Regions from separate parts of the Gasterosteus aculeatus genome. Here region 2 is linked to region 1. A link is a contact called in public Hi-C data. All regions are on one chromosome and are shown on one strand. Each heading gives the region's core, a stretch centred on a gene start, on an enhancer-like site or on the middle of the called end of the contact. The rest is flanking DNA. Distances are from core to core; before and after follow the strand shown. Region 1 holds the start of LOC120818477 (protein Wnt-8a). Region 2 overlaps lonrf4 (LON peptidase N-terminal domain and ring finger 4).

The links. Hi-C and Micro-C count contacts between places; a contact is called where the count stands out from the background.
Region 2: a contact with region 1 is called in a Hi-C map of skeletal muscle, with 6 times the contacts expected there. The contact joins the enhancer-like site here to the promoter of LOC120818477 in region 1. A contact is called at or near these places in 2 of 6 Hi-C or Micro-C datasets (both in skeletal muscle).

What each region holds. Positions count from the first base shown.
Region 1 is chr4:14,575,604-14,580,050 of fGasAcu3.hap1.1, forward strand. It overlaps LOC120818477 (protein Wnt-8a), which reads right to left and starts at 2,039. Exons shown (of 6, transcript XM_040175604.2): 1 at 737-2,039; 2 at 603-636; 3 at 344-482; 4 at 26-151. The coding sequence starts at 807.
Region 2 is chr4:14,742,739-14,747,185 of fGasAcu3.hap1.1, forward strand. It overlaps lonrf4 (LON peptidase N-terminal domain and ring finger 4), which reads right to left. Exons shown (of 12, transcript XM_040175592.2): 12 at 2,534-4,447. Among protein-coding and RNA genes, the nearest start is that of lonrf4, 12 kb to the right of the region's middle. Within about 2 kb of position 2,258, at least 3 of the 9 cell types and tissues checked have open chromatin away from gene starts, as enhancers often do.

The DNA.
Region 1 (4,447 bases), core at 789-3,288:
TGTCTAATAGATGTTCGAACCGTACCTGTCTGTCTAATTCTTGAGTCATCGCAGCCGCAGTTGTCAAAGTCTCCCATACTGCAGTTCTTGGTGAGCGTGTACATCACTCCTGCTGCGCTGATCGCATGGATAAAAGACGTCTCCCTTGTGGCTACAAGAGGTGAGAAAGAAAAATGATCACACATCCAATTTGGAGCCACAGTGCAAAATGTATCGCTCAAATACTGCGCGTAAAGACGCGCAAACCGTGCGTAAAAGCATGTAAAAGTAATGTTGTGTTGTGTTTGGTGTTTAATAAATGTGGTTCCAACCGGTAACTTAAGTATGAATATTTATATCTTACCACTTCGAATGCCGTTTTGTGTGGATAACTGGCGGGTATTTTGCGGACAGTTCCACCTCTCCAACGCGAACTGGTGTTTACACTCTTGTATTCCATTCTGTGCGCCAACTTGCACACTGCCAGCATAGGTGAGAAGAGCCTTGGGAGCGAAAAAGGGAACATTAGATATTTAAGAAATCAATCCATATTTTTGAATTTACAGAATAAATGTTATGCTCAGTAGATGGACAAATGAAGCAAAAGTATATCTTCTTTTTACCTTAGGTCCAGTCATAAGGAAATTATTCACCGTCCTATAGGAAGAAAACAAGACAGCGCGTTAATCCAAGACTACTGACAAACACTAATCACACTGCATGATTATATGAATTAATCCAAAAGTAAGCCACATACCACGCTAATGCGAAGTGGACATGGCAGCACATGGACAGAACCATGGCTGGATGGAGATTCAAAGGTCGCATAGCAGCCGTATTCCAAACGGATCCCTGTGCGTTTGTATCCGGGGTGTGAGTGCCAGGAGAGAGCAAGAGTAAGAGGGCATCCGATGTTCTGGCCGGACTCCTCGCCGATGATATTTATATGTCCCTGCCCCCTTTGATTGACAGATTTGTCCCGCAGGTAACGTTTCGCTGTGAAAAAGTGTTGACAACGACTTCGATGGCCGCGTCCCGCAGACAAATGGGAGCCGTCGGTGCATAAGTGCACTTCAAAGACCCAGACACTTAAACAGCCCCTCATTCATTCACCTGCCTTTCCCAGGCTCTAATCCCAAAGCGCTTTCCCCCAGCAACTCAAGCATGTGCAGTGGATTGCCAGCATGTATTGTTAAGGGATGTGAAGAGGGGATGGCTGCTGTATCGAGGCCACAAGGAAGCTCCGACGTGAATGATATGAAATATGGCTCCTCATAATTAAATTTACGTTCAGTACTGACGGGCATCTTTGAGGCATCATGTGTAGGAAACGTTTGGGAATGGCACCAGTACCCCAAGGGGGAAAAGACCGACCACAAAGCCATAAAGTCTTTCAGTAGCTGATGGTATATAGTCATGTAAATACTGCCTCACACATCGGCGACATTGGCATCGTCTTGATAATAGGATAATAGATGTTTCCCTGGGAAACCACTTGGTGTTAAAACAGTCTGGAATTTACAAGAAGGAAAACTAAATATACGAGTTTGTATGTCTTAGCCAACTTTGCACGGTACATTTGGTTTCATGGGTGGTTTAGATTTGTAGATGTTAATACAAAAAAAAAGATTAATTTCGATCATCGTTCATTGTAGAGATCTGGGATTAATTGTGATTATCCTTGATAGCCTCCACAATCACTGCGATCATCAGCAATCATCACCGTGCCGGTTTGACGCGAGGGAAGGTACCGGGTTAGTTAGTGATTATCATTATAGTTTTTGTCGATCATATTGCTCACACATGTCAAATCCACGTTAAGCCACTCAAGATCCCCTTAAGACAACAATCCACTCTGCGCCGCGGACAATAGCCGGGCGGCCGGGCGAGGTCCTCCACACAACAGCGGAGAGTAGGTGAGGATAATCCCCACTAATTAGATATCGGCCGCGTTCCTTCGGCGATTCGACTGAAACCCGAAGACCGTCGACACCTTGTTGGGAAATAATACGGAGCGATTAGAAATCAATCTGCAAGGGCTCGTAATTTGTCATCAACCCGGTGGCCCCTTCAACGAATTCAACGGGTTAATAAGGCGGAAACAATAGTAGTCAACGCAGAGGGGCGTATGTCAGCGTCGGTGCTATAGTTTTCTCATAAACACCGAAACTCTGAAGGGCCAATCACGTGGGCTACGTCATTTAAAGACGTTAATTCAATTTATTTATTATTATCATCGTTTTAAAATGACAAAACTGAAATATTGGTGCCCTGTCAACAAGTATTTGACAGTGGTCGTATGCTAATTGCATTATTAGTAATATAAACTGTCAGCGTAAAGTCACGATAATAACAATTTAGGAGCTCTTATGGATTTGATGTATTTATTTATGCTTTCATCCTGCGGTGAATTTAACAGGCACTGGTCAAGTCAGCAGGGACTTGAATGTCAGTGCACCTTTAGGTTAACAATTACGGTATCAAACATGTTAGCGGAATGATTAAAAATTCAGGACAATGACGGAATGAAGTATGTGTGTTCAGGACCATCATCTGACTACTATGATTAAATATTTTTCCTGTACAAATCTAGCGATTTCTCTAATGAAAAATGTCCCATATGTTCAAAAAAGATAATCAATCAATATTTTAGCTGCAATAAAATGTGTCAAGGACCTCTCTGACCTCTAAATAGTTACTTTACAAATTGTCCCACTACTTTGACAGAAGTCCAATAAGTATGTGTTCAATTTCTTGTTTTGAGCTGCAATAAAAATGCGTTTTAAAATAATTCCAGGCAAACAAGAATGTTTAGGACAGAAAATGAAATATTTTTACTCTACAAATTAAACGATTTTTTAGAAGCCTCCTACTAAATTCGTAAAATAACCTAATTTAATAATGAACCTAATAATGTATTTTGTGACAAAGAAGAATGTGTTCCAATCATCTTATCACGGACAAATAAGTTCTAGGTGTAGAAATCATTGGAAACTCAAGGCAAGCCATAATATACATGCTCTTTACAACTGTATACAAAAAGACCACAACTGTATATACTTCCAACATTGTCTGGAAGCATTAAGAAACAATATTATATAATAGCTCAAATATTTATATATTGACTTTCTAAATGTTTAAATGCAATTTTAATTCAGAATATCACTATCTGTACAATAGAAATATTTCCTTCAGCAGAGGAATAGTCGGAGGTCTCCTGAACACACATCTTTAACATGACTTCAAATTCTGAGATATTAGCTTTACGCTCATACCTTTTACTTAGGTGGAAATCTCCTAATTGGTATAGAACAAATATTTAATTGTATTTAACTGTATCATAGAGCGGTCCACATGTACATTATCTTTGTCTGGAATTTGTATTGCTGCTCAAATATGGAGAAATGATCAATTTGATACTTCACTAAAATCATTTCATTTTCTGTACAAGAGTATAGTCATCGTTTGTATTGCAGATATTGAGAAATCCTTGCAAATAGGACTTTGGATAATTCTCTAAATTTGTACAGTAAAACATTTCATTATTTATAAGAGTAGTCAGAGATGTTCTTTACACACATACTTCAGTCAGCGTTCATGTAATACCGTAAATGTTAGCATATAGGTGCACTAAAATTCAACTGCCTGCTTAGGTAACCGCGGAAATCCGACTGCCTGCTGAGTAACCACTTAAGGAAGGAAGAGAGGAAACGCCAGGGTATGGGTTACCCTTGATATACACCAAGCTTAGAATAACATAAAGTCAAAATGCGTGCTAATTAAATTGTTCTAACAGACATCTCTGACACATTAAGCCGTCCGGGGAGCGCTGACCAGTGATTTATGGCCATGTGAGGTGAGAGAAATGGAGCACTAAAGGCTCGGGAGGTGACGGGCTTCACAGGCTGGGGATGGGTGCGAGGACTGCTGACGCCAGCCTGCGACATCACATGCAAATGAACATGGATATAAAGGCAGTAAATAACCCGTGATAAAACGAGAAACGACAGGCCACACTGTAGATCATTCTGTTGAATGTCAAGAAGCGTGAATGCGGGGAAGGTCGGTAGGAAGTGCGTATTTCAAGACGTTGTGTAACAAAAGGGATGTTTTGAAATATCATTATTGTTATTTGTATGGCATGTGTTTTTTTTTTTATCATAGTGATATTGTTACTTGGTCGAGGGGTGGCGCATGGACTATAGGGAGGGTGCTCCGGGAACCGCAAGGTTGCTGGTTCGAACCCCGGCTACTCCATAGCTCAGTGTCACAGGGTCCCCCTACCACCTCCCAGCTAGCCAGCTGTTGCTCTTTTGACTTCCTCAATGAGTGCTCGTTTGGTTGATAACGTGCCAGAACAATACAAATAGCTTTCTTATCCTTATCCAGCATTATTGACCATGTATATGCTTACATGCAGATAGCTACTCATGCATACATGGGATTTGACCCTGTTTCTTTATATAAA
Region 2 (4,447 bases), core at 1,008-3,507, 170 kb after region 1:
AATTAAAAAACTTTTTTTATTGTAAATGACCTCTCGTGGCCCACCTGCAGTACCTTCGCGGCCCACACTTTTGGAATCGCTGGGATAGATCATGAAGGCCTACACCCCACACAACAAAAGTGGAGTGAGAAAATTATCTATATGGACGCAAATGTATTCTCTTCACTGATCACAAGCCCTTACTGGCTACTGGGACCAAAGTCAGCAGTGCCTACATTGGCAGCCATTGCTACCCTGATGTCTTACCGTTGCCATGTGTGTGTCCAGACCTCCTGTGACTGAGTCAGACAAGACAGCACAGGAATCCAACATAAGATCTGCCAATATCAGCTCATGACATCAAAGTAGGCACAAGCAGAGATCCGTTGCTGAGTGAAGTTTGGAGCAATACCATGAATGGATGGCCTGCTTACATGAATGATGAAGAGAAGAGGTCGTGTCTGATGATGGACCCCAGTTCGCCTCCTCAGAGTTCAAGCAGTTTCTATCCAAAAATGAAATAAAATAAACGCTGGTCCCACCGTATCATCCAGCTTCAAACGGAGCTGCTGAGAGGTGTGTGCAAATATTGAGGCGCGCTCTGGTGAAGTCAGCACAGCATCACACTGCAACACAGGCTGTCAAACTTTCTGCTCATGTATCGGGTTCACGCCTCACTCAGTCACAGGTCGCTCTCCAGCTGAGCTGTTCTTAAAGCGAAAGAGATACGCACCCGCTTCAGTCGGTTGAGACCAGACCCGTCCCACACTGTAGGCAAAACAGAAACCGTATCATGATAAAGAGAGAGTTTCATGAGAATGACCCAAGTCAGAGTAAAGAAATGGGCTGCCAGTCGTGAAGCGCTTGGGTCCTGTGACATGGGAAAGAGGGAGGCAACGGTCCGTCCATGTTGATCATATGCTGGGGAAAAAAGAGGAGAACTCAAGAAACTGGAGCCGTACACACATTTTGAGGAGCAGGACTTAACATTAGTTGCTCCACCTCCACCAGTGGAGAAAAACCGCCTGACACCGACACCTCAGAGAAGTAGCATTCATCTGAGTCCTGCAGTGCCAGGAAATGTTATTCCTCCTCCACCCAGCAGTGTACCGTCAGGGGTGCCCCAAAGGAGAAATCCAGAAAGACCCAGAAGTGCTCCCAAAAGACTGGATTTGTAATGAGTTCAAATGAGGGGTCTTCTGGACATTAAAAACAGTAATGTCCAGAAGACCTAAGTTTAAGAGAATGATTGTTAGTGTAGACGGGTGTCAAATGTGAAGGGGAGAAATGTAATAGACCGGGTTTCTCATGTTGAGTAACAGTAATGTGATTGGTTCTAGAAGTCACATGACTAAAGAGTAAGCTAGTCAGTTCCGGAGCAGGAGACTTGTGTGTAGGCTGGTGTATTCTTGCAGTCTTCGGTAAACATGCTCAGTCATACCAGCCGCCACCTGAAGTGCTTAATATACACCCACGGAGATATCACAGAAACCATCCTGGTAATGCATCTCTGCTGCACGCCTCCCTCTCTGACTCTCCCCTAACATAAACCAACAACCTGCATCCCTGTTGAGGATTTTCCTCACCCGTCTATCCTTGCGAGGGAACTTGGCCTTCTTACCAGCAGAAGTGTAAGAACACGCACACATCCAGACGCCCCCCCCCCCCCTAGTGAGAACTCCTACAAAACGCCTGTCATCCTTATTCCGTCATGCGAACGCGGGGAGTCAGCACAAGGCGATGGATGAATTTAGTACAGGAAAGCTGTGGCATTCTTCGAATGTAATGGGCTTTGATGTAGACGCTGAGCTGCATTACAGAGGGCCCCGCTGAAGCCAACTGAAGCCTCTTTTCATCTGCCTGCTTCCCATGCAGAGGAAAGAAGCTGGCAGGAAACGTTCCTCACTTCTGCCACGCTGTGTTTTTTTCTGTGTGGGTCTGTCTTCCCGTGCATTAGAGGAGCGCACGCCCTCTTTTACTTTCACTCATTTCTGTTCCTTTCAGCTTGCATGGGGAAATAGCTACTTCCTCCCAGCTTGTTCCGTGTGGGTGGTTCTCTCTGTCAGCCAAAAATCTTGCTCTGTGCCCCATTGGTGACACTAATGTGATCATTCTGAGCCTTTTTGTTTTGAAAAATAAGCCATACTCTTGTGAGATGTCTTGTTTATACAGTGTGATTCCATCTGTGTGACACCACGCTATTCCTCCACAGTTGTAGAGTGCCCCCTTGTGGACGGTTTATTCGTAGCATGCGAATTCAGTGTGCTGTTTTTCTCTAGGGATCTTATTGACATTGCTTTGATTGTGTTGTTGTTATTCACGACAACATATGACCAACTGACAAGTCTGCGTCCACATGTGGCACATGATGGTTCTCGCTATCAGCATCTGAGACACGTTCCCCGTCCATCAACCCTCCTTTGACAATTTCCGTAGGGCGGTAAATTGCAATAGATCCCCCGCCCCGCTTACAGTAGCTGGAAAAGCCTCCTTAACGACCGAAGAATCGGTCGCATGAGGTTCAACGGGAACACAATAAGGATAAAGCAGAATGTGTGTTTGAAAAGCTTTATTCATAATAACATTTAGAAAGTCATCCAGGGGACAAGTGAATAAACATGAACCGGTCAAGAGATCTCAATGCCCTTGGCTTTGAGGTGGAGGATTAAATACAAATGAATCAGATAGAAACTGCTTCACTTTCAGGGTGTTTAAATAGTGATTTGAGCGCAGACTGAAGGTAGCAACAACTCGTGTCTCTACTTCCTACCGTCTACTGAGGTTGACATTGTTTCAGCTGTGTTCAAGGGCATTTTCTGATCGCCCAATTATACGGGAGGACATTGAATGTCACATTAGTTTTAAAAACGTTTCATGACAGTCAGACATTTCATTGGCCATTGGTTGGATCAAAACCCTGTGGTATACAATCATTTATTTCTCAAATGGATTTAGCATTTCATCGTGGTATAAGAAATTGCACATTGGCGCCGGGATCAGTTTGAAGCTAAGTAAGACAAATATGAAACCAATCTCTGTGGCCCACGTACATCCCCATTCCCCGTTCAATGGAGGGCGGCATCAATGATAACCAAAACGAGACGTGGTTTGATAAAGAGAGAGAGCACCAAAATTATTTCACCGGGCAAAAGATTCTCTCTATAGAGATGTTCAACAGGAGGCGTGGAAGCCCCTCAACAACCCCCTCGTCAGCTGTGGGTTCGTAGTCATGTGTTTATCACAAATAGTTGATGAGTCATTCAGCACCATTCTATAAGAATCACGATCCCTTTTTATTTGTGAGTGAGCTATAATCATGTCATGTAGCAGCAAGAAACTGACCTTAATTGATGGTGTCTTTAATGAAATCAACCAAACTAGCTTTGGAGCCATGTTGTGATAACTGGCACATTTAAGCCGATTTCAATCACGGATGACTTCATTTACAGCATGTTAGCTAAACCTGATTAACCGATCTTAGAGGGTGGGGAAGAAGATGGCTTATTTGCCCTCAAGTAGATTGTAAATTCCCGGGTCAGTGTTCAGTGGGTTGTCTGTCACCCATCCAATGCTGCCATCAGCCCATCCATTGGCTGGCCCGTTATGGGACATTTTTTTGTGCGTATGAAGTCTCAAGTTTAACCCTTTTATTCGAAACAATATCATGCTGTTCCGTATCACACAAACTGCATCTATTAGGGTGTTTGCTGGACTACTTCTGACTGTTTCAAGTCATATGCTGGCCGTGAGAAATGGTAGTTTAATGTCCACTATACAGAAGGCATGAGGGCCAAGGACCAATGTCAGATTCCATGACGAACATAAATGCAGTGCCTGTTTAACTTACTATTCCTTGAAAACACACAACATAGAAATATTGATGGCACATTTATTTAAGTAAAAAAAAACAAAAAATCGTTTATGTTTCACCCAGTTTGTATATGTTCGTAAATTAAGTATACGTAACATTGCAGCTTCAACATTCCATGGAATGTAGCACTATTATCAACAAATATCAATGGCAAAGATAAGAGGGAAAAAAAGTGCGTCACAGATGTGGTGTAGAAAACGCTAAGACTTGGAGGTCTCCTGGTGGAGTTGGCCCAGGCACTCAAAAGGGTCCGCGACCGGCGGCACAGGGGCCGGACAGACGGAGAGACGTGTGGGGGCCCGACGCAGGTGATGCGACCTACGCAGACGCCCCGCAGGCTGACCCGAGCTAAATTACACCACTCGCCTCATGATGTTTTAAACATAGTGATTCTCTTATGGAGATAGCAACAGAGCAAAAGAGAACGACTCTTTATCTACAGCCGACTACGTCCATCGCCTCGCATCATCCCACGGGTTTTGTGTTGTAAAACCGAGGCGTTTTCTGCGTCTCGTCATTGTCGTGGGTTCACTTTACGTCAGAAGATGACAAACAGCGTCAACAGCCGGTCATTCATTTAAAAAAAAAAAAAGGTAC